Regions from separate parts of the Zea mays genome. Here regions 1 and 2 are each linked to region 3. Evidence: chromatin contacts called from public Hi-C data. All regions are on one chromosome and are shown on one strand. Each heading gives the region's core, a stretch centred on a gene start, on an enhancer-like site or on the middle of the called end of the contact. The rest is flanking DNA. Distances are from core to core; before and after follow the strand shown.

Region 1 (4,497 bases), core at 1,311-3,810, 250 kb before region 3:
ACCATACACAATTCCGTTTGGATGGAAGTGAAATATATATATATATATATATATATATATATATATATATATATATATATATATATATATATATATATATATATATATATATATATATATATATATATATATATATATATTAGCATTCAAATGTTTTGTCTTAATCTCGGAATACATTAAATTGCAGGCACCAAGTATATCGGATCTTGTATTTTTTTCTCTCATTATTTTCCAGTATTATACCACAAAACCTGTCCTGTATGTTCATTGCCGCATTACTGTGACAGTCAGAATAATGCACGGGGAAAAAATATTTATCTTGGTGTTGTTGTTACTATTTCATGAAATGAAAGACGTGCTAGTGCCGAGACTCATCAGTACTCTGCGGATTTTGCGGGGAAAAAAGAGATCATTCCATGAAATGATTAAGAAAGTAGAGCCATTCGAACATGCTTCCCCTTTCGCTAACCCTTTCTGCGGTTTGACTAAAAAAATTGAAGCGGAAAGTAGTCTGCGGTTTAAAAGGAGCGCCGCATGAGTGAACTTTTTTGTTAGATAAACTCTTTACAAGTACTGTCACAAAGCCCTCTACCATCATGCGCAGCACAACCAGATGTGTCATGGAAAACAAAAGGACTCCATTTCCTTCATTTTTTTTAATACTGATGAAATGAAATAGAAAGGTAATTTATGTTCTTATCTTTCTGAAAAGAACACGGTGGCTGGCTTTTGGATTAAGATTTTTTTTAATGGAGCACCATGACTTGTGATAAAGAAAAATGTTTCATGATCATGTTATTTTACAGTGACAAATCTTAGGAACCTGGGACAAATAATTACACATCCCAGGACCATAAATGCAAGCAGCCCACATGCAGAGAAGATGCTTCATGTACACCCCCAAACTCCTCACAAGGAAGTTGTCCACACAGCACACCAGAAACCAACAGAGGAAAGAAGCAAGTAGGGCCCCTATAGTTCCAACCACTTTGGCAAATGAGCTAACATTAGCAGGTTCTTGCACCCGAGGGTATCAGCAACCGAGTGAAATCTTCACATTTCTAGTGAAGGATGGGAATCTTCTTGTGCCAAAAATATCTGAATGGAAAAGAAAAAATCACCAGAAATCTGGTTATAAAGCAGATTGTTTCGGATGGGGCCGTGGGGGTGGGGGTGCGGGGGCTATTCCAATTAGTTCTGCAACAAACAGTAGGCTCCACAACAAATCAAAAAACTGTTTTTTAAACTATTCCTGCACTTATAGTTGTAGTACCCTTTATATCATATATCCATATCCCTTTTCCTTTATAAAATAAAAACATTTTAGTAAAATCAACTCGACACGAAGCAAAAACTCACAGAATGAACAGTAGAAGGAAAAAAACACAACTTTCCACCTGAAATCGCAATGAAACCACAAACTCTGCACAGATAACAGAGAACACCGACATATCGGTAACCACCAATTGAAGATGTGGTCACATGATCCCAAAGAAGATGACCAAAGCATCCATCAGCGGATGTTACAGCCTATTAAAACAACAGAGCATCCCAATGGCTGCAGCAATGGCGTCAGCAGCGACCGTTGCCTGGAGAAGCATGAGCAGCACGGGGACGAGGAGGGAGAGCGCGGTGTCACTCACCTGCTCGCTGTGGCCCTGCGGGAAGTAGACGACGAGGCTGCCCACCGGCGGCAGAGACACGAGCGGGCCCGCGCAGGCGTACCACAGGTCGGCGTTGATCGCCGGCGCCTTCCGCTCCCCTGCGGGCGCACGGCGACGCCGGCGTTGGCGTCAGCGACACAACAACAACAAACCCAACACATGAAAAGGCGACGCCTTTCTGAGCTTGGGACGGATGATACGCAGCTCGAACGAACACGCGAACTGCCGCCCGCCGCGCCGGCGACAGACGGGCGCGGCGTTCCGTCGAGGCCGGCGTCATGCGCACGCCGCAAGCGCAAACAGGAGGAAGGTGGTGGTAGAAGAGGTACCTTCGCATGGCGGCGCCGCGCCGGTGGAGGCGGCCGCGGGCGCGGGGGCAGGGACGACGGGCGCGGCCGTGACACCAGAGCTGGCCGGGGACTGCTTCATGGTCGCGTCGCGTGGCCACGCGGGAGCTTCACTGGTGGCCCTCGGGCATGGAGCAGCGGGGACGCTGCACCGCGCCGCCGGCCGGCCGGGTCGTTCACAACCTACTAGGCTACTACTACTACCTGCCTAGGAGTTGTTGCTCCGGAATCCGGACGCGGCGCTAGGCGAGGCGAGCGGCGTGGCGGCGCCTCCCCGACAACGCGAGCAGCAGCTCACGAAGACCAAGGGCCGTCTTCCCGCAGAGAGAGAGAGAGAGAGAGAGAGAGAGAGGGGTGGTGCTGAGCTGCGTGGGCTGGCTAGTTGGTGCGTTGCCTCGGGAGTTAAAACGAAACGCTCCTTGTTTCCCTCTTTTTCCTCGTCTTCTTGCGCGAGTGGAGAGAGAGAGGAGGGTGGACGACAGGAAGAGGATGTCCTCTACTGCTCCTACTCTCTGCAGCTCGCAGGCTCGGCTCAGCTCAGCCCAGCCCAGCCCCAGCGTTTCTACTCGTAAGTCCTAACTAAAAACGAAAATCTTTTCCCTCAAAGTGAAAGCTTTTTTTCTAAAGATATTTTTATATGCTTTAACCTACGCCTCCATGACATCGTAAGCTTTATTTATTTATTTCCTTGGACATGACCAATAATGGGCTGTGTTACAGTGACCATGACAGCGAGTTTACCGTGAGGAGAGATACTTTGACGACTTTGTGTGCTCATAAAGGTATCTGGATAAATTAGCACCCTGCGTATTGGTTAGTGCGACACGGTAGTGGATTTTCAGAATTTTGCAAATGTCAACACACAACAATCCGATTTTTGCTACCGAGCGTTCTATTGATTCCAAGACTTTTTGTGTTTTATTGATTGGAAATATATGCCAACCCACCGAAATATCAATTTGGTGATCCACGAGAATTCGAGATACTACAACACCCAAAATGTATTTCGTTTTATACTAATCAAATATTATTTATTAATTAACCTATAAATATAGTTTGTCTTTGTATATATGTCTATATTTATTATCATTTATTTTAATATGGACAGAAAAAAATAATATAGAAAGAACTACTCCCTTTGTTCTACTACACAATTCCTTTTAGCACTTACGTTTTATGTTTATATTTAAATAGATGATGATAAATCTAGACACATATATAAAACACATATATTAATTATTGTATGAATATATTAAAATGTTGAAACGGATTTTAAATTGGAGCAGAGGGAATATATTTTAGTATAGAGCGAGTATATTGTTTATTTTCGTCCAGTATGCTCTACGTTACGGTGAGATATATAAATTGTTACGAGGTCACCTACGCCAATCCGTGCCAGCCATACTGTGGGTAACTATCTTGGTGTAGGTTTTAATTGGATTTGTCTAAACCTTATTTCAACAAAATGATCGAATACTTCCTCTATTTTTGAATAAAACATTTCTTAAAGCTACATTGAGTTAATATGTTTTAAGTTCGATCGAGCTTATCGAAAAGAACGGTAAGGTCTGTGAAACCAAATAATTAGTGTCATCAGATACACTATAAAATATACTCTTATAATGTTACTTATTTTCTGTTATAAATATGTGTTCTTTTTTCTATAAGTTTGACCAAACACAAGAGAGAGAGAGAATTGACTTAGGACAAGGAATTGATACAAAGACTAAAGTACATGGCTCATAATAAATGCTTGATGCAATAAAATACTAGTCTCATGTGAAAAATGATTACATATTGACTATAGATTAAAATAATGGTTATTCATATATATATATATATATATATATATATATATAGTTAGTTAGAATAGAACATATCCAGTGTACATAAGCATTTGGTACACATAAATTGTAAATAAACTAACAAAGTTTAAAAAACAGGAAAAAATCATATATATTCTTTCCACCCTACCCCAGCTATATTCAAAATTTCAAGTTTAAATTCGTTATACTTTAGTTGTAATAAAAAGAACATTTTATAGCTCATTTGGATGTCGATATTGGAGAACAGAATTAGGAATTTGAGTCAGCTTTCCTAAATTATGTTGTTTGGTTGCACACAGAATTAAGATTTGGAATCAGAGACTCAATACTGAGCGTCACCCATCTGTATCACGTGGAATTAGACCACACAATTACAAACTCCAATTCATTGACATCCAAACAATGGAATTGGTATTACATCTCATTTTCAATACTATGATTGATTTTGTATTGAACCAAATCCAATTCTATGCCCTCCAATATCGACATCCAAACAAAACATCAACCGATTTTCTAATTTAAATTTGTCAGAAATTGTTTTTTTTATTACTCTTCACGTGATACGAATTTGAACTTGAAGTTTTATATATTATTGAAGTATAGCAGAAAAATATGTATGAATTTTCTCAAAAGTTTTTGTGAACTCTGTTAGTTCACGTG
Region 2 (3,858 bases), core at 174-2,673, 220 kb before region 3:
CGTGTAGGCAACAGGGAATGATTGACGGGACGCGTGTGGCAGGGGCAGGGCGCGCCGGTGAGTGGCTGCTGCGTCCGACAGCATTTTCGGCCCGCCGCCTGGCTGCCGCCTCGCCGGGGGACACACCGCCCCTTGCTCGCCGGCTTTCCTAGCACTTCCTGTCGTCTCTTCTCTCGTCTGTGCATGAGCATCCCAGCAGCTCCTCCGTGTCTCCAAGTCTGTCGTCTGGTCCAATCCAATCCGTCCGCCCATGGCTTTCGGCCACTGGCCACCCTGCTGGCTGCTGCTCGCGCTGCAGCAGAGCAGTGCAGTGCGGCCGAAGCAACGCATGCGACCGCCGCCGCCGTCGTCGGGCGGGACGGAGCGGAATGGAATGGGATTGTGTTGTGTCGTTGTGTGATGACAGGCAGCCAGCCTCGGGTCTCCGATCCTCCCTAAACATTAAACACTCTCCTTTGCGCATTCATTAGTCATTTTTGTCTCCATGCAAGAAGACCATTTCCAAAAGGCCACGTAAATAATCCTGCAAAATACTGTTGTACTCCCTCCAGTGCAGTAAAGGTAGTCGTTTAGGACATGATTGTGCATACCAAGGAGTGATTAATTATCATGGATTTTTCCCTGTTTGCCCCTATTAAATAGGGATATGGGTGCATTAATGTCACTAAAACAATCATACTTGATTGGTTGCTGCAGCAGCTCCAAGGCATTCTAGACTGGAGGTCTAAGTTCGATTCCTCTTAAATGCATCTTTTTTTGTGCAATTACTAGGGGCAACAACGTCCAAATCCCAGACCCACGCGCGCTATGACTTCTTTTTGTGCACGCGCAGGATGACTTCTTTTACTGCACCGGAGGGAGTATATTACTATACTGTTGGTAGAGCGAAGTTTTTAAATATGGAGCAAGATATAGAGTGGGATAAGAAGTCTGCTGGATATTGTCTAAGTTAAAGTATTGTATTTGTGTTGGTGTTACGCATTATATTTATATATTGTTAGGATTGTATTAATAAACACGGGTATTCGAATTTCTTATACTCATTTCCATCTTTAAATAATATATAGAGTAGCGCGTTAGTACATTTATCTACACCCTCCACCCCCAAAAAAACTACAATGTCATGTTTTAAGTGAAGGTCGACTAACTAAAAATAAATACTGGAATATTTATGATATGAAACAAATACTATTAGATTAATTACAATATGAGTCTTATAATAAATTAATTCTAAATTATAAATATGAATGTCATTCACGGTCAATCGTGAACTGCTTTAACCAGCGTGCATCTTATAATTCCATATATACTGTATTTTTTTAGCAAAGGAGTGGAGTACTGTGCGGCGAGGAGGAGTGGCGGACCTCGGTGTCTGCGTCAGCGTGCCCGGTCTCTGCTCCTGCTCGTTCGTGGGTCTCGGGAGTTGTGCTCACAAGCACGGTCGTCGAAACCTCCTGCGTCCTGCCAAAGGCCAGGAGTTCGGGACGGGGCCACAGGGCTGCGGTGGTTTTATTTTATTTGCGCATGCAGTTTGCGACACGAAACACAAATTAGTTTAGGGCGGTATTTTTATAGATTTTAGACAATACCTTTATAAAATTAGTTATATGACAGTACGTTGCTATAATTTTTATACAGGATATAGAATGAATTTTGTTATAATAAAACACAAAATATATGTTTTCTATTGATTAGATGAATGTAAATGTGGAGTCAACTACCAAGATTTAAACACTCACTTATTCATAAATTTACTTTATTTTTTTACATTAAACACAAATATAAGACTTTCCATAAGGTCTTGCACCCTTGTATTATTTGCCCTTTCAGCACTGTCGGAGAGGGAATTCTCTGGCCGGGTGGGGGAGTACACCCGCCCTAAATCCTAAGATGAGTAGGGGGCTTAAGCGTTTTGCCTGTTGGTAGATGAACGATAAACTCAGGAACACGCAAGGGTTTAAAGTGGTTCGGGCCACCGGAGCGTAATACCATACTCCATTGTGTGATGTATTGAGCTTTAGAGCTCGTATGAACCTGTGAGCCTGAGCTGGGTCTAAGTCTAAGTTCAGTCTAAGTGTCTCCATGTGTGTCCAAGTGTGTCCCTTTGTAACGTTGCATGCCTCCCCTTTTATAGCTCAAGGGGGGCGCGTACAAGGGTGCTGAGCCCCGACATGTGGGCCCAGGAATATAATGGATGTAATACTTGGAGCTGCTGGAGCAATCTTCTTGCACCCTGACATCTGCGATCTGCGTGGTATTGGCGTGCAGGGGAAGCTTCCCTGGCAACGCATAAGTGATGATGGCCACATTGCACCTTGCAGCATGGGCGTACTGTTTGGCAATGGACTGGACAGGCACGCCGCCTGCAGGATGGCCTGGACGCCGCCTGCCAACTGATTGGACAGGTCACAATAAATGCTGAGGCGTCACATTGCCCGTCAGCAGGGTGGACAGGCGGCGCGTCCTCTCCGCAATAAATGCAGAGACCGCGCGGCCCAGAGGCCTTACGTCAGGCTCCGCCCGCTGGCTTACGTCACGGGCAACAAGCCATGTGGCAGCATCGGGTCTCCGCCTGAGCGGGGAGCGCATGCGCACAGGATAAAGCCTGGACACGTGTCAGTACCGGACCCTTGCTTAGGCCAGGGTATCCCCTGTCCCGGGACCTTGCTATGGGTGGCCCGGATCCTACTCGGAGAGATCCGGACCCCATCCAAGGGACCCGTCACGCTTACTTGGGAGTTCCGGACCGTATTTGGGGGTCCGGGCTGTGCGTACAGGGGTCCAGTGCTTCCTCGTAGAAGTCCGGTCCAACTGATTGCACCCTGGGATATATCATCTTTTCTGGCCACGTGGCGCCCCTGGAGCCGTCCATGTGGTGGGGTCGGGTGCTGTTCACCGTGCGGCTAGAGATTGCCGCACGAGCACCGTGCCTTCATACTGTAGTAAGGGGTACCCCTGATTCAGGGTACCGACAAGCACCAAGTTCACTTAATGTTTTTAGCGTGGTAATCGCGTGGTGCTATGACATCTCAAAACCATTGTCTACAAGCACAAGAAGTTTCTTGTCATTTCCTAATTCAATCATAGTCTCAACAACCTTCAACTTTCCAACCTTTGTCAAAGATGCAGGTCTTGCAAACATATTTTCATACATTGCTCATTTTCTGTAAGTAAAAGATCTACAATTTGATTCATGATAAGTCTTGCCAAATTTCATCAGAAATTGCACCATCAACATGCTTAGATATATTGGACAGAACAGAAGAGAAGATGGCTAGAGTTAAAGTATCTTCACAGGCACCAAGAAGATCAATTAATCTATCTATGAAACCTACTATTTCAAGATAGTAAGTAAGATTTATGTAGTCTGCCGGAACAAATATAACTGCAATTGTAGTAGTGACCGTAAAAATAAGATCTAGTGATCCTATGGAAATTATCCCTGCTATTCGAGGGACAAGTATTTTACTGAACCTAATTCTGCTTACCTAAAATTTAGATAGGTTTATGCATGCCATGAGAGCTTGAGTTGTGTTTCCCATTTTCCGCTCTGGTTTCATTCATCAGAGCTTGCCTATGGCAGCAACTGTAAGAGGATGGAGACCACAACTATCCAGTAAGACTTCTGCGACGGGCTGTGAAGTATAGAGAATTTAAACGCCCAAAAGCCATGGTGTTTGGAATTTTCAGTTACTCTATTTTTCATGATGTATCTTCCTCTAACATGCCTTAATTTGCATGCCAAGCAGTCGGACGCCAGCACCACTGACGACACGGGTCTCCGAGAGAGCCCGCCACATCGGGAGACCCGAGCCCTGCTGGTGGTGGTGATAACCATTTTCACTGCGATGTCGCGGA
Region 3 (4,472 bases), core at 1,798-4,297:
CTCATGGACGGTGAGTTTGCTATTATTAATTCGTCGATTTGATCTTTTCTAACATGATGTGTTGCGTGTTTAACTTCTTTCTATTTTTTCTAGTTACCCCATGTTTGGTAGTGTTATCGACTCGACTCAGGTGAGGCCTGAAAGGTCTCGTCCATCGAGGTCGTCTAGCCGTGGTCCTCGCTCTAGTACCCAAGGAAACGCCGAGCTGATCCGGGTGCAGGAAGCTTTGAGGCGGCAGGAGGAGTATAACAAGCAACAACAAGAGTACTGGGCTGCTCAATTTGCACGACAGCAGGAGATGATGCAGGTAATTAGATCCTCGTGAGCCTCTACTATAATTGGAGCACATATTTTCTAATATATCCTCGTAACATAGCTTTCAATTTCTTTCAGCAAATAGCACTAGGGCAACGTCCAGATTTTTCAGCGATGACTATGCCACCTCCTCCACCTATCCCGCAGTTTGTACCGACTCCACAATTTAGTTGGCCCACACCTGCACCTCAGGTTATATTACTTGACTTTTTCTTTTGACGTTGCATAACAAGAATTTAACTACTAACACATTTTTTTGAATGTTGTAGGTCCCTCCAGGAAACTTGCTAACTCCGGGAAATGAGGACTCTGAAGATGCGGTCGCTTCTTTTGTGGACGGTCTTCTAAACAGTGGAGGAGCTAGCGGATCAAATCAACCACATCCATTTGATCAACCTCCTCCATTTGAGTAGTCTGTCTGCTTGTGTTTTTCTCGTACTATGGACTTGTGAACTTGTGGTATTGGGAACTTGTGTTATTGTGAACTTGTGAACATGTGAACTTGTGAACTTGTGCTTTAATTTGTGGACGGGTGAACATTTTGTGAATTTAATTGTGTGTTTCATGTGAAACGATGAATTATGGATATTTGTGGTATTGTATGTGATTCTGGATGAATTATTTGTGTGCAGATTGAATTTGTGTGATTGTTTGTAAAACAAAAAGCAGGAAAATTCTGTTTCTCTGTTTTTAAATTACTTCCGACGGCCTCTTATTTCCGACGGGGCCGTCGGAAATAAGCTGTGACGGCGTCAGGCGCCGGCGGCCGGCCGTCTGCGGGGCCCACCTCACTTTATTTCCGACGGTCCCACCCTGGCCGTCGGAAATAAATGTACTTCCGACGGCCCCGTCGGAAACGCGGGTACTTCCGACTGGGTATCCCCTACGGCGTTACTTCCGACGGGACCCGCCTTAAGCCGTCGGAAGTAACTACTTCCGACGGTTCAGGACTTATTTCCGACGGTTTAGGCCGTCGGAAACTGGGCGTTTTCCTGTAGTGTGGGTGCTGGGGGCATCACGCATGCACAGCTTGCACGCAAGTGAGGACACGACAGCATGCTTTGCCTTAGCTTAACCGAGCGATCTACGACGTACACGCTGGTTCTTGCAATGCTGACGAGGATTCTTGCAATCGTGTGCAGTGCTCCAGTAAGTATATCTACTACAGCAAGCAATGCTGACGATACTATACAGAACATATAACGTACGTGTTGCGTCGTGCAGCTAGCAGCTGGTCGATTGATCAGCTGGAGCGATGACCATTCGCCACTGCATTGCACTCATCTCGTTGGTTCATTGGTTGTACAAGTATAGCAGATCCATGCAGCTAGGAGGATCGACCTGCTTATCCTGTCAAACTAAAACTTTCTTTCTATCCCTGGCCAGGCTGATAGATAGATAGATAGATAGATAGATAGATAGATAGACAGACAGAGGCATATATACGCGTTTGTATTGTATGAGTAGCAACAACACAACTAATCATATAAGCTCTTATTCTCTTAGGGCTAGTTCGGGAACCCCAATTTCCCAAGGGATTTCTATTTTCCCAAGGGAAATTAGTTCATTTTCTCATGAGAAAATATAAATCGCTTGGGAAATTGTGGTTCCCAAACTAGCCCTTAATATCTAATAATCCGCTTCAAATCCTTCCACCACGTACTGATTGCTCGTGAGGAAGGTACGTGAGGCTGTAACAGCTTGCATGCACGCAGCGGCAATTAAAAAGCGGAGACGAGAGTGGTGTCATCTCATGCTTGCCACTGCAACTGCACTAGCGGCTAGCCTCAGCAGGTTGGAGGGGCTTTATATATTCTGCTTCTCTTCACCAGGATATGGCCTAGCTACTTATTAGCTTATTTTCTCCGCATATGTAACCATTACAGGATTGACCTCTCTCGCGTATATATATAACATATCCTCATTGGATGGCACCTAGCAAACCAGCTCGCTATAGCTAATGGGAAATCGCTGGATTTTATTTTATTTTTAAGGTAGTTAGAATAACATTTTAGTTTTCTTATTCTGTGTGTCTATATTTAAATGGATAACAATGAATCTCGACACATATATATATATATATAATACACGTATATCAAATATTGTATGGATCCATGTTAACATCCTAAAGCAAATATTGTTTTGGGACGGAGAGAGAGAGAGTAGTATACTGCTACTAGTGGCATGTATAATTAAATGGCCAAGAGGACTCCAGGTGAATAAAAGAACAAATATGTACGTAAATCTATATCTATATGACTATATGTATGTTGAAGAAAGAAACAAATAACCACACAGTGCTTCGATCGTGTCGTATATATATACACTCCAGAATCCCATTTCGATGGCTGATGATTTGAGTCTCCATGCCCCCAAGTGCATGCACATGGTTATCAGGGTACAGAAGCTTAGCTGGCCGGGCGGCACTGCTACGACCTAACGTGTCCTCCCTCTTAATTTGGCAGCTTCTACTCCTATCTAACCATGGAACCATGCCAGTGAGAGAGCTCCGTGTCCCCCAGCTAGCTAGCTTTACGACGCTTCGAGCAATCTTAGCCAGCTTCTTGAGAGAGCCTGCTTGGCTTCCATTGGTTTGGCTGGTTTTCTTGAGATGGACGTACGGGTGGTCTCTGGCCCAGCCAATCACCAGACGCCGGACGGCAGGGAACAGTGAGGAGCGTGGTCCCTCCTCCTTGTCCTTGATGGTTCAGCCTAACAGTTTTTGCTGCTGTTACTGGGAGACAGCTCCTCCTGCAACGCCTGTTTGCCTGCATGATTGCGCCTCCCGTCCGTCCCGCACCTGCTCCGACGTCCGCTCCGGGCAGATCGAAGCCCCAGAGACCAGAGGCAGAGGGGGCACTGCGCGGATGCTGACGCTTGTCTGGTGCTCTGCATCTAAAACAGCTCGAGTCGGTGGATGGCTACTGCGCGTCCGCCGCAACGCAACGGCTGGGGCCTGGATGGATGGAGCATTGCCATGCCGACGTGCCGTTGGGCCTGCGCTACCTACGATAGGAGAAGGAATACAGAGAAGAAGGAACATATAATTAATTGTATTCTCAGTCTTGACAAAATCTTTCCTGTCTTCCTGATGCCATTATATAGCATCAGTTAACCCATAGATCTGAGTAGAAACGGCCATTGGGCCTGCGCACACGGCGGCCTGCTACCAGCTTTTGGCCCACGACGTGCAAACCTTTTCCCGCGCTCCTTCGACAGCTCCTGCTCTGTCCGTGGAGCAGCTGCGTCTTGCTTCGCCGCTGGCTCCGGACTCCTGACATTCCCCCGATCTTAAGAAGCTGCTTGCCCTCAAACAGCGGCATCGGGAAAACGTTGACGTAAAGCACATTCATCCTCCCATGTATCCAAGGCCTCATCGGAATGCGACCATCGGACCATCATACTGAATGTCAGTTGCAGGTAAGGTAGTGCTCACCAAAGCATTGGGACGCGCCGATCCTGTGTAGTATCTGAAAGGGACCAAAATACTTGTATGACAATTTGTGGTTAGCGACCGAAGTCTGCACATGAGGTTGAAGCTTCAAGTAGACCATGTCCCCAACATGCAAATACGCGCTCAGATCGATTCTTGTCCGACTGGTGTTTCATACGCTCTTGAGCACGAAGAAGATGATGATGCTGGATGGTCCCTAGCAACGGATCCCTTTGCGACAACCAGGAGCGTAGATCATCATGAGATACTGAATCATCCACTGACAGACCAAAATGTCTGGGAGAACGACCATAAAGGGCTTCGAATGGAGATCGGCCTAGGGAAGTATGGAAGCAACAATTGTACCAAAATTCGGTTGCAAAAAGCCAGTACGACAACTTCGAAGCATTGGTTCACTGAAAGTCTCCAAGCACCGGTTCACTGAAAGTTCCCTTTGTCCGGAAACTAGATCTAGATGTCGCCTAGAGGGGGTGAATATGCGAATAAAAATTAACACTTAAAAACTGGAAATTCTTACTCTACTCGAAGACTGGATCGCATGTAATGAAAGACCCTTCGAGTTGGTTGCAGCAGAATTGAAGTTCCTGCCTTAAAATACCCTGCACTTCGAAGACAGCTTGTACCACATATAAGTATTGAAGTACAAGTATAAAAAGCATAGCACACAATATAGAGCAGAGCACACAGACAAAAGGATTTTATC

Evidence for each region. Hi-C and Micro-C count contacts between places; a contact is called where the count stands out from the background.
Region 1: a Hi-C map of leaf shows a contact between it and region 3, with 7 times the contacts expected there. The contact joins the promoter of LOC103626605 here to the enhancer-like site in region 3. A contact is called at or near these places in 12 of 25 Hi-C or Micro-C datasets (ear, leaf, root tip and 2 more) and 1 of 3 datasets of contacts at active chromatin or transcription factors (leaf).
Region 2: a Hi-C map of ear shows a contact between it and region 3, with 1.9 times the contacts expected there. The contact joins two enhancer-like sites. A contact is called at or near these places in 2 of 25 Hi-C or Micro-C datasets (ear and tassel).

Annotation. Positions count from the first base shown.
Region 1 is chr5:80,476,542-80,481,038 of Zm-B73-REFERENCE-NAM-5.0, forward strand. It overlaps LOC103626605 (auxin response factor 5), which reads right to left and starts at 2,561. Exons shown (of 15, transcript XM_008647013.4): 1 at 1,994-2,561; 2 at 1,644-1,762. The coding sequence starts at 2,093.
Region 2 is chr5:80,515,693-80,519,550 of Zm-B73-REFERENCE-NAM-5.0, forward strand. No RefSeq gene overlaps it. Among protein-coding and RNA genes, the nearest start is that of LOC103626605, 39 kb to the left of the region's middle. Within about 2 kb of position 1,424, at least 12 of the 20 cell types and tissues checked have an H3K27ac peak or open chromatin away from gene starts, as enhancers often do. A contact at or near this core is called in ear and tassel, where this site is marked.
Region 3 is chr5:80,730,609-80,735,080 of Zm-B73-REFERENCE-NAM-5.0, forward strand. No RefSeq gene overlaps it. Among protein-coding and RNA genes, the nearest start is that of LOC100501287, 110 kb to the right of the region's middle. Within about 2 kb of position 3,048, at least 14 of the 20 cell types and tissues checked have an H3K27ac peak or open chromatin away from gene starts, as enhancers often do. A contact at or near this core is called in ear, leaf and tassel, where this site is marked.